Regions from separate parts of the Canis lupus genome. Here region 2 is linked to region 1. The links are chromatin contacts, called in public Hi-C maps. All regions are on one chromosome and are shown on one strand. Each heading gives the region's core, a stretch centred on a gene start, on an enhancer-like site or on the middle of the called end of the contact. The rest is flanking DNA. Distances are from core to core; before and after follow the strand shown.

What was found. Hi-C and Micro-C count contacts between places; a contact is called where the count stands out from the background.
Region 2: a contact with region 1 is called in a Hi-C map of blood, with 2.8 times the contacts expected there. The contact joins the promoter of INSIG1 here to the promoter of PAXIP1 in region 1. A contact is called at or near these places in 2 of 9 Hi-C or Micro-C datasets (both in blood).

The regions. Positions count from the first base shown.
Region 1 is chr16:18,846,819-18,853,274 of UU_Cfam_GSD_1.0, forward strand. PAXIP1 (PAX-interacting protein 1) reads right to left here and starts at 2,239. Exons shown (of 21, transcript XM_038559796.1): 1 at 2,091-2,239. The coding sequence starts at 2,171. LOC102154889 (a long non-coding RNA gene) reads left to right here and starts at 2,635. Exons shown (of 2, transcript XR_005371375.1): 1 at 2,635-2,734; 2 at 4,133-6,456.
Region 2 is chr16:18,989,249-18,995,246 of UU_Cfam_GSD_1.0, forward strand. It overlaps INSIG1 (insulin-induced gene 1 protein), which reads left to right and starts at 3,655. Exons shown (of 5, transcript XM_038559804.1): 1 at 3,655-3,747. LOC102155017 (a long non-coding RNA gene) reads right to left here and starts at 3,345. Exons shown (of 2, transcript XR_005371062.1): 1 at 3,158-3,345; 2 at 2,337-2,664.

The DNA of each region.
Region 1 (6,456 bases), core at 989-3,488:
GCTCCCTGCATGGAGCCTGCTTCTCCTTCTACCTGTGTCTCTGCCTGTGTGTGTGTGTGTGTGTCCCTCTCTCATGAATGAATAAAACCTTAAAAAAAAAAAAAAGTTCAGTGGTGCCTCTTCCTAAGCACCTCACATTTATAATTTAAAGTCTGTCCTTGCCACACCTACCACCCTACACCACCATGTCTTCCGGTGTGCTCCCCATCCCCAGCAATGAAGGGTTCTTGAGAGGAATCAGTTCTTCTCATCTTCAGTCCAATGCTTTAACAGGTGCTAGATGTTCAATACACATGAACTTTCTGAATCCATATTTATAAGATTCAGGGAATCAATGTTCTGGCTCTAAATCATTTAGAAAATCTACTGTTTCACATCAAAGTAGTTTGCCAAGGACATTTTTAAGCACTTAGATTTGACTCATAGTTGAGCAAATATGGTTCCAATTCAGCTCATTCCAGGTTTTAAGTAACATTTGATTCAAGTCCCCCATAAGAGCCAAAGTCCTAAAATGAAATAAAGAGAGTAGGAAGGAGGTGGGGGAGAAGGTTGGATAGTGAAAGACAGGAAAATTATCAATACCGGAAAAAGCTGCCACTGCTACAGGCATTCATCATGATCTCTATGGGTTCAACACCGGTTTACCTTTAAATTCAAGGACCAGTCTCTTCACCCTACAGTTACAACAGAACAAGGGTCCACCCTGAAAGTCACACAAGGGAGTTTAGTTTACTAAGATACAAACAGACCAGCCTCTACAAGGTCAAGACCAATCAACCTTCCATAATTCTTTCCATGCCAACCAAGATCATTGGTTAAACATCTGTCTCCACTCTTGAGGACGAAGGTCTGATCACCTGGCTCCAAGTCTCTTCACCTCCAAGCTTAGCCCTCATAGCATATAAGCCACCCCAGGTAATTTTACCTGCACAAACTTTAATAAAAAGAATGTTGTGAAGATTCACCTGAAATAGATATTCAACTAAGATTCACTTCCACAGTGCAAGAGTAACACCCTGACGTTTAAACAGATGTATTACGGGGTGGGGTGGGGGGGGGGGCTTAGAAAAAACTGTATCTTTTGGTATGGGCCTGTTCAATGTTCACAATTTTAGTGCTACCTGGATATCTTCCACATTTACTGTTTAATCCCAATTAGGAAAATCAAGAAATAGGAATTAGAGGGTTTCAAACGAAGCACTTCCCACATGATTGCAGCTGCACAGCCCAGCCCTGTGAGCTCTGGTGGCTGGCCACACCAGGGGCTGTTCACTACACCCCAGCAGCCTGGACCTGGGGTTCCCACCTGAGCTCCATTCCCTTCACCTTGTCCCCACTCTCGGGCCCCCTGTTCTGGGAGCACAGGCACATGGGGTGGGCAACAGGAAGGATGCTCCTGCTCCAAATCTGCCTCAGAAAGCAGCAAAGTAGCAACTGGCTGAGGTGGCAGATGGGTTTGGGGGACTTACCTATGCGACAGGATGCCGGACCCCCACCAGGCAGAGGCCCGAGACGTGGCCCCCCACCCCATGTCCTCCCCTCCTCTCTGGTCAGGAAGTAGACCCCTCTACTGATAGTCCCAGTAGGGCATGACCCAGATCTCCACGCCTCCCTTCATGCTCCCTCTAATCCTGGGTCCTTTAGAGCCCCCGTGTTCCAGCCTCCAGGCCGCGGGTCTAGAAGTCGGCCCCCAGGTCCCCTGCCGTAGGTCCCCTCGCTGGGTCTGCTTCGGAAGGTCGCTCCCCTGGGCTCGCCGGTCGCAGGTCCCGCAGGACCCCCACCCCGGGTCCTCCACCTGCCCTCCGCGGGTCAGCTCCCGAAGGTCCCTCGGCCGCCCCCCAGGTCCCCTCCCGCAGGTCCCTTCCCCCGGCCCCTCGGCCCCTCGGCCCCCCAGCCCCGGGCCTGCTCGGCGCCCGGCGGCCCAGCGTCGGCGCAGCCAGGCCGGCGGCCCGGGCGGCGGGGCCCAGACGTTCTGCGGCCAGGCGCGCGCCCGCGGCGGGAGCAGGGACGGGACGGGGACGGCGACGGGGACGCGGCGGGCGGAGGGCGCGGGCGGGCGCGGGCGGGCGCGGGCGGGGGCGGCGCGGTACCTGCGGGTCGATGTCGCCCACCGCGTAATACTTGACCTCTCGGAACATCTCCTCGGGAACTTTGGGCGCCGGGTCCGACATGGTCGCGGCGGCCGCAAGGCTCCGCGGCGGCTCCCGCCCCGCCCCGCGGGGCCCGCTCCCCAACCGCGCGGCCGGGGCCCGGTCCTGCGAGTCGGGCCCGCTCCCCCGCCCTCCGCGCCCCCGCCCGCGCCGAGCGGCCCAAGCGCGGGAGCCGCGCGCGCCCTGCGGGACGCACCATCCCGCCGGCCGCCGAGGGGGAGCGCCGAGGGCCCGGCCGCCCGCCGGCGCCGCCCCCCACCTCCCCCGCGGCTCGAACCTCCGCGGGCACGGCCCCCACGAGGCCCGCTCCACACACCCGGAACCCGGAGCCGCCGCCGCCTCGAGAGGCGGACCCCGAGGACGCGGACAAACGCGCCCCCCCCCCGGCGCGGTCCGAGTGGGCCGGTCCCGGGAAAGAAGGGAACGCGGAGGCCCCTCCCGTCAACACGCGCGGCCGCTCGGGCTGCGCAGGCGCGCGGCGCGGGGGGCGGGGCTTGCGGCCGGCGGCGGAGGCGATGGCGGCGCGGGGCGGCCTCGGGCCCCGGAGGGACTCCTGTCGCCGCCGGCCGCCCGACGGGACCGAGGTAACGCCGCAGCGCCCGCAGGCGACAGAGGTCGGGTCTCGGGCGCTCGGCCCCGGCCGAGGGGCGGGCGCCGGACGGCGTGCGGGACGGAGGGCGCCGCGGCTGGCCGGGGTCCTGGGCCTCGCCGGTGGGCGTCTCGCCGTCGCACCCGCAGCGCACTCCTGCCGAGGGAGGCCCTGCCCCCCCCCACACACAGCCCCCGGCGGCGGCCCGTCGTGACGTGCGCGTTCTGACGTCACCCTGCCGGCGCCGCCCTGACGCGTCCTCTCCCTGATGTCACCCGGCGGCGCCGCGGAGCTGGCTGCTGTCACCTGCTGAGTGGTCAGCGTTCTCGAGTCCGTGCGAGTGCGGTTGGTTTTTTAAAGACCCGGGAACCTCCGGAGTTCCGTTCTGGGGTCTGCCTGAGCTGTGCGGTCTGCGGGGACGGGCGCTCGGGGCGGAGCAGGACGGGGTGGTGGGACCGGGGAGGACGAGGCAGGATAGGGAAGGATGGGGAGGACTGGAGAAGACGGGGTGGTGGGACCGGGGCAGGACAGGGCAGGGTGGGGGAAGATGGGGGGGATGGGGGAGGACGGAGCAGGACGGGGTGGTGGGACCGGGCAGGACAGGGCAGGGTGGGGGAAGATGGGGGGAGATGAGGAAGGACGGGGAGGACGGAGCAGGACGGGGTGGTGGTATCAGGGCAGGACAGGGCAGGGTGGGGGAGGATGAGGATGAGGAAGGACGGGGAGGACGGAGCAGGACGGGGTGGTGGGACCAGGGCAGGACAGGGCAGGGTGGGGGAGGATGAGGAAGGACGGGGAGGACGGAGCAGGACAGGGTGGTGGGACTGGAGAGGAGGCAGCAGGATAGGGGAGGTTGGGGAGGATGGAAGAAGATGGGGTGGTTGGACTGGGTAGCCCAGGAGGACGGGAGAAGAAAGGGAAGGATTGGTGGGGGTGTTGGCTGGCCGGGGAGAACCAGGCAGAACGAGGAGGAGGGAGCAGGACAGGGAAGGATGGAAGAAGATGGAGCAGGATGGGGAAGGATAGAGCGGCCGGGGAGGACAGGGCAGCTGGCTGGAGGGCGCCTCGCCGGGTGCGTTTGGACTCATCACTCCCTGTGTGCTTGCAGCCAGCACATTCCTGCGATGAAAAATAAAAACGTGAGTGCTTGTTTGAATAAGAGCTGCCCTCCTTACTCTGAGTACCTGACAACTTATTTGATGTTGGTTACATTTTATGTTCAATGTTAAGAAAATGGGAGTGTAATAAATCCCTTGTATAAAGACTGAATCAAAATTAGCTGGCCCTGTTATAGTATGACAGGACTCCTTTAGCTCTCTCCTTCTCTGGTTAAACACAAACTGCATAATTTTAAAAGATGTAAAGCATACCAAGCAAGTGTTTTGTTTTCTAGGTTAGAAAACTTGTCCGGTTTAGCAGAACAAACCTACTCTGCTGGGACTCAAGAGTGGACAAGGAGGATGGAAGTAACATCTGTATACATCTGCTCCGTGTAAAATGCCAACCTGTCATCCCCAGGGAGGTGCATGGGCCCATGGTGCACATGTGTGCACCTTGCACCTGCAGCAGGAGGGCCAGGCGTCAGCACCCAGGAAACACTCTCAGGGTGTGCTCAACAGGGCCACTTTGCCAGGGACCAACAAATAAAAACCTCTAGACAAGATCAATTTCACATGGGTGCTAGATGCTCTGAGGAAGTCAACAAGACTGGCATCCTGAACCCACCTGCCAAAGGACTTGAGAAGGCAGTTCAGTTTTTTAAAATTAGCCCTACGACTCATAAAAATGATTCTCGCAAAAGGTTCACTTCTTAAGATGTCCATACGCAAAATTATGGAAGAAAAATACCATGTTGAGATGGCTGTATTTTCTTCACAAATAGATATTTCTTGTTGATTTTTGTGGCACTTAGAAGATGTCCCAGATTAGAGATAATAGTATCTTTTGATTAAACAGAAGCTTTGCACTTCACTTTGATGCACGTACTACCCTCAGATATGATACTATTAATAGTTTTACACTCCTTCCAGCAAAGTTCAAACCATGGTCATTTCGCTGATAATCAGCCTTCAGATAACAAACAGATAATAAACAGATATTGCTTGATGCTTATATGGTAAATAGGGTCATACATTTCTTGTTTTCTGTTTTGCAAGTTCGATGGCCCAGGGCTACAAAAAAGTGCAGTGTGAAATTGAAAAAGCAAAACTAGAGCTGAGAATACTTCAGTCATACTGGTGGGAATTTGAAGTGTTATTGAGAAAAGTATTTACAAATGGCTTTTTTTAATGCATCTCTATATAGTATAGAACACTCAGCCTTGTTCTCATATTTTGTTCAGTTCGGATGGTCACACACCCCTTAAAGTTAGATATTAGCACTGTTTAGTAAACCTTTCATCTAGGTTTATAGACTACAACATTTAACCTTTCTCATAAAAGGAGATACTTACGTTAATGTTAGAGGCACAAACAAGCCAGAGTCTTAGAGAACCTGGGAACCCCAAGGGTGTTGTTTATGGGAAAGGTTTGGTCAACTCCCACACAGCACAGTTGCCACCAATAGTCATCTAACTAATGTATAAAAACTAGAAAACACAAGGAAAAAGTAAATTACCCCAAATCCAATCCCCAGAAGCAAACACTTAAAGTTCTTCCAGACATTGTCACATAGAAAGATATTTCCTCCTTAAAAAAAATTATACTACACATGCTCTTCTGTTGCCACTTAAAAAAGAATTGTCCTTTCTTGTCAGTACATATATCTGCATTATTTAATGCATATGCAGTACAGGTTTTTAATGTACCTGAATTTAACCAACTGTTGCACATTTGTTTCCAGTGTAACAATTACAATGCTGCAGTGAAGCAGTTATCTTAAAAATATACATGCATGTGTGATGTCCTGTATACTATCCCACTCTCAAAGTTAGAAAGTATGTCCTACACCTGTCTCCCATCACTCTGAGCACAGTGCCTAGCATGCGGTATATTAGCCAAGAGGACTTAAATCAGCAGTTCTCCACTATGGGCAGTTTTGCCACCCTGTCCAGATGGTGTCCAGACAGACAAAATGTCTGGAAACATTTTTGATTGTCAGGACTAGAGGTGGGGCACTACTGATATTTTGTATAGAGGCCAGGGAGCTGCTAAATATTGTACAATATGCAGGACAGCCCCCACAGCATAAGCCTGTGCAAAATGTCAACAGCACCACTATGGAGAAACCGTGTTTAAAATGATGGAACAAACTACATTCCACTGAATTAAGACATTGAGATTTTCTTGCACACAACTAGGTGGCTTGCTCAATTAGCTTTCCTCCAAATGGGCACCTAGGGCTTCTGTCATTCTGTGCCTTTGCTGTCTGAGAGCCATTTGCTTTCAGATATTCAGACCGAAAGAAAGCTCACAATATCATGCAGGAAGTTCTACGGCCTGGAAAGAGCATCACACTTCTGCGCCCAACCACTTCCATTAGCCAAATCCTAGTCTTGTGACCCCCACCTAAACTGCAAGGAAGGCTGGGAAGTGTTGTCTTCTATTTATCTAGGAAAAGGAAATGGGATCTTTGGCATCTTGCCGACTTCTGTCCCTTTTTTTTTTTTAATTTATTTTAAAAACTACAAATTAAGATTGGAGAATGCCAACATAACACAAAATTGTTAGATAATCTCTTTAAATACCATGTTTGTGTATAGCTGCTCAATAGGTATTT
Region 2 (5,998 bases), core at 2,405-4,904, 140 kb after region 1:
GACAGAGAGCCCTTATGTATTAGAGAAGCTGCAACAATAACAACGTCACTGGGGATAATGGAGTTGCAAATTCTCAAAATATTTGAATATTGTTTCTGAAACCAAGCCTGTGGTTTGCAAGCCTCACAATGTACACTCACATTCTTCCATTGCCATTCCCCTAGCCTAACTTCATTCGTGGGACCAGATTCCACCGGCATTGGAGCAAACCACAGGCCGTGGGGCAGCAGTACTGAGGCCACATCCACAGCCCTCAGCAAGGACCCAACAGAACACAGTCCGCAGGCAGCCCTCCCACTTCCCACAGGCTCCCTGGGCCTCGAAGCGGCTCCCGGAGGGCTCCTGATTCACAAAGTCCCAGGACAGATGTGAGGGAATGAGGGGTCAGAGGCTGGACTGTGTGGCCAGCAGCTGGGGCAGGGAGAGAAATAGGCACATGAACAGACCTTAACACACCAATAAGCTCATGGAATGGAGAGTCCGTTTCCACACAGGAGACAGACAACACAGAAACCTATAAAATATTCTCATGAGGGGCGCCTGGGATGCTCAGTGAGTTGAGTGTTCGACTCTCAGTTTCAGCTCAGGTCATGATCTCAGGGTCGTGAGATCCAGCCCCACCTCGGGCTTGGTCCTGAGAGTGGAGTCTGCTTGAGATTCTCTCTCCCACTCCCTCTCCCTGCACCACTTGCACACACACTCTCTCTCAAATAGATAAGTAAATCTTTTTAAAAATATGTATTTTCATAAGGTTTGTACTTGTACATAAGGGTATTACACTAAAAGCGACACTGGAGTAGTCTGCATGGCCAGGCAAAATGGCAAGAGAAAAAAACATAAAGAAAACCTAACACATCTTAGATCCCAGAAGACAGATATGCTAATTTCAGTGCTGTAAGGAATCCACCTACACAGCAGCTTGGCAGGTAAGTGAAGAGCAGTCCCCCCTGCTCTTGGGCCTCATATACCTGAATGGACCAGTTTTTGAAAGCTGGTGAGAAGCTCCCTGCATTTACTAGTCTTTCCTGATTGAGTCCATGACATGCCGACATTTCAGGGCCGAGGCTGATGCAGATCCACGTCCACAAGATTCACACCTTGATTGAAAGAAGTGCTTCTCCACCTGCATATGACACTGCAGGCTGATGGCAGGGGAAGGGAGAGAGAACACTGGCTGCTGATGGCTGAGCCGGCAGTGACGTGATTACATAGCGTCCCTTGGATACGTGTGCCGTCATTGAGCCAGACGATCTCCTATCAGTGAACAGTTGGGCAGCTTTTCATGTTTTTGCTTTTACAAAGTTCCAATGTTACAACGGTGTGCACTTACAGTAGATGCGTGGAGAAAATGGCCAAGACCCACATGACACTATGCCATGAAGTCAAGAGCGCTTTGAACTTCTGGGAGCAAGGTTTATAGTGGTGATCAGGGTTTAGAGAGGGATACACAGAGTGTGAAAGCCAGCTTCTGCCCTTCTCACAGAGAGACGTGAGGACGGAACCCCTCCTTCCCACCCACTTCCACTTTGGGTCGTGCCCAAGAAATGCAAACAAGTGACATTATTAGCAAATTATAAGTCTTGATTATGCAGGAGTGTTTGAAAACACTTTTGTCATAGTTCATGATGAAGAAACTTGTTAAAAACTTAGGCTCTCATGGAGGTAGAAAAGATTAGTAGGTTACGTTCACACTGGGTTGGCATGATGGACTGGCTGTAGGGTGTTTACACCATAACCAGGCTGTGTCTGGCCTATAAGTTAGCAGTAGCAGAAAACCCACCATGGACGCTGATGCAATAGTAACAAGCTAATTAATGGATGGCAAGTGTCTTTACGCTGTGCTTCTCAAAACTTTAATGAAACACCCCTTAAAGTCACGGAGTGGGAACACAGCCACTGTAAGACTACTTTTTCCTGAAGTTTCCTGTTTCATCATTGAAAAAATCATGTGAACCCTCCCCTCCCATCTCCCCACCCAACAAAAAAAAGGAACTTTGAAAAATATGAGTATCTCAGGAGGCTGTCTCCATTTTTTTAAAGCTTCTGGCACCGAGTCACAAACCCTGATACTGAAGTTGCCACGTGCAATGGGATTTCATGCTGCCTCAGCCCCCGGGGTCTCTCAGCCACCAGAGGATCTGCTCTAAGTCCCAACTTCCTCTCAATCTCTGCTGATGGGGGACACTACAGAAGACCACGGACTCTTCCCCCGCTACTGTTGAGGAACATCTTAATACCATCTTGCTCAACAAGATGTGAGATTAGCACGGGGCACGGTGTGACACATGTGGGAAACAGGGTCGAAACACATTACACATCAACGAGGTAAAGCAATCTGCTTTTGAAGAGTAAAGTTTAATAAGAGTTTACATTTTCTGTTTTTCTGCAGTACGTGTGATGGTTTGCTTTCCGTAAATAAGGAAAGGCAACGTGAACGTGGGAGAAGTCACTGCAGGAATGAAAAGTGCATCATCTGCATTTTCATCAAAGATTTCATGTCTAAGAAGGGCTTCTGGACCCCTCTAGGCCGCCGGGAAGCACACACCCGCCGACAGCTCCATCTCCGCGCCGGGCTTCGTGCGGGGCATCCACCCACCTAGGCCAGGGAGCAGGTGTGGGGACCGTCAGGCTCTGCAGAAGCGGGCCAGACAGGAGAGGTAGGGGCTGTGGGACCCAGGAAATCTGACGTTAATGCCCTACCCCTGGACAAGCAGAGCAGGACTAACTCCATTTTGTGCTGCACCCGCCACCTCATGTAAAACCCCCCACACGACCTGCCTGTTGTTTAAGGCACTCCCTCACCCCAGTTTAGCTATTAAGCACACCCTTATCAGGAACCAGCACACCTAGGAATGCGGGACCTCTGACTTTTAACCGCCAAAGAATGAAAACCCCGTCTTCTGCCGCCGAACCTGCGCGCCAACTCTAACCAGAATAATAGGCTAGTCCAAATGGTCACTATAGGGCGAATCGTAATTCAATCGGCCACCTGCGTGCGCACCGACATGACTGTGCAACTTTCTGTGTGTTACAATCTCCCTGGGCACGGACCCCTGCAACACTGCTGTGCTTCTTAGCCTCGGGGTCCGAGCCCCTGCTCCGCTGTGTCGGGTACACTTGGACCCAAGCTCCAGCTTGCAAATAAACCCTCATGTACTTGCAGCGGCGTCGGCTCCTCGGCGGTTTCTCGGATGCGCGGTCTTGGGCACAACAGGGGCAGCGTCAGGTGACGCGGCAGGTGCAGCGCGATCACCTGCTGCCGGCGCGGTGCAGAGGCCGGTTAGCAGGGGACGCCACCGTGCGCCACGTCCGGGGAGGACCCGCCGCCCGCTCTCCCCTCCCCTCCCCTCCCCTCCCCTCCCCTCCGGGCCCGCCGGCCCCCAGCTCCCCGCCGCCCCGCCGCCGTCCACCCGCCCCGCCGCCCCGCAGTCCACCCGCCGGCCGTCCGCGCTCCCGAGCCAGCGCCGGGCGCGAGGTGGCGGTGGCGTGTGCTGACGTCATATGGGCCGCCCGCCTCCGATTGGCCACCGCCGCCTCACCAGACCGCGAGCGGACGGGCGCGCGGGCGGGGCGGGGCGCGCGGAGGCCACGCCCCCCGACGGCGGGCCGGGCGGGGTCACGTGACCCGGGCCCCACCGCCCGCCTTATAAGCCGCGCCGCGCGCCCCGCGCCACGGGCCCAACTCCAGGCGGTCCCGGCCGCGACCTCTTCCCCCCCGAGCCCGCGCGCGGGCGCCCCCCCGGACAGGTACGCGGGGAGCGTGGGAGACTCCGGGGCCGAGCTCGGGGCGGGAGCCGGGGGCGCGGGGCCTGGGGCGGTCCGGGCGCCCCCACCCACCCCCGGGAGCCGCGGGGACCCGGGCCCGGCCCCGGGGCGGAGCTGCACGCCTGACCCCCGCGGGTCGGCTCGGCCCCCCCCTGCCCCGGGCCCGGGTAACTTGCGCTGCGCGCGGACGGCGTGTGGGAAACTTTGGGGCCGGACGGGCCAGCGCTGGAGGCGCGTGCGGAGGGCACCGGGGCCGCTCGGTGCTGGCAGCCGGTCCCAGACGCCTGGCCGCCGCCGCCGCCGCCCGCAGCCCCGCGCCACCCAGCGGGCACCCGGCGGGACCTGGGCGCGGGCCGTGCCGTCTGCGGGCGCCCGGAGCCCCGGCTTCCCGCGCGAGCCGCGAGGCCCGCACCTCGCCCTCCGCCCGACGCCGCCCGGGCCCGGCTCCCCAGCTCCCCAGCTCCCCAGCTCCCCAGCTCCCCTCGCCCGCGAGCGTGACGGGGCCCCGCCCCTCTCCCTGCAGGAGCGCCGGCGCGCCCCGGTGACCGATGCCCCGGCTGGACGACCACTGCTGGAGCTGTTCGTGCGCCCAGGGCGCCAGGCACCGAGGCCTCCCGGTGGCCGGGGCCGGAGGGCTGGCGGCTAAAGTGGGAGACATGCTCAGCCCCGCGGCGCTGGCGGCCCGCCGCGGCCCGGACCCCGCGCCCGCTCACGGGCCTCGCAGCCCCGGGGCGGGGGGGGCTCGCGGCGCTGGCGGCGGCTCCCCGGGCAGCTGGCACCACCACCTGGTGCGACGGAGCCTGGTGCTGTTCTCGGTGGGGGTCGTGCTGGCCCTGGTGCTCAACCTGCTGCAGGTGCAGCGGAACGTCACGCTGTTCCCCGAGGAGGTCATCGCCACCATCTTCTCGTCGGCCTGGTGGGTCCCGCCGTGCTGCGGGACGGCGGCCGGTGAGTGCAGCGGGGGTGGGGGCGCCGCTCGGGGGCGCTGCTCGGGGCCGCCGGGCCGGCCTCCCGCCGACCTGGCCCGGGGGCCGCGCGCGCCGAGCCCGCCGCCGTCCCCGGGCTGAGCGCACCCCGGATTGGCGGCGGGCGAACTGGTGAGCGGCACGGCGGCGCTGCCATTGGCCCGGCGCGCGAACACGCTACCCGCCGGCCACCGAAAACAAACCGTCACGTGCGCCCCGCCGGGCGGGGGCGGGGCGGGGCGGAGGGGACGCCCGGCGGGCCGCGGGGTGCCGCGGGGTGCCGCCCGCTGACTCCGTGCGCAGGGGCCGCTGACTCCTGGGGGACTTGTTCTGCTCCCGTGCCCACGCGTGGTGGATCTCGGCTTGGCTCGGAAGACCGCCTAGCGCTTCTCTAGCGGCGCAGCCTTCGTGCATACGCGCCGTGTCAGGCGTTTCCTGCAGCCTCGCCAGCTGCCAGCTGCGGGAGTAGAGAACGGGCGGGGCGGGCCCCAGCCCTCGGCCCCTGCCCTCGGGGAGCCACGCTCTGCTGGGCAGAGCACAGGTGTACCCAAGTGGGACAGCCGTCGCGGGGGTGCCGCGCTGTGGGCTGTGTGTCCAGCCTTGATGGGTTGCCTGCCGTGGGTTTTACGTGCTTACAACTTAAGCCTGTTCACTCCTTACAACAGTACTCTGTGATGGCTCCATTTCACAGATGTGGAAACTGGGTGCAGAGACTTTAAGCATCCCTGTCTAAGGGGACACAGTAAACGGCAGACCGCTGTGCATAACTCTGCAAACTGCCTCCCTGGAGTCTGGGTGTGTCCCCTACACTGTGGAGACACATCCTCTTTGCAGCAGACTGGCTGAGAACAGCTGGATGGCACAGGGCTGGGAGTGGAAGCTATGTTCTGGCCAGGGCACGTCAGTCACTGCCGGGTGAGGGGTGGGGGTAGAGCACCCACTCAGTGGGTACAGTGCCTTCATCTCCGTTCTTAGAAAGGTAGGATCCTACTTTGCCTTTCTAAATCCTTTAATCATACAGCTATCCTATTAAAAATCCTTTTTGAGAAAGTTACCTAGAGCAGATCCCATCTTTCATGCACATTTGGTACAGTAGTTCTTTCTCTGAATCAAAAATTCGGTCTTAAAAAGGAAATATTTTAGGTTAGGTTTTATTTGCAATTGAAGCGTCAAGGAATTCTGCACTCTCTCAGTTTCTCATACCTTCCTTAAAAAAAAAAAAAAAAAAATTACCAGATAAGCATAGGGCAAAATTCTTCAGTACGGTT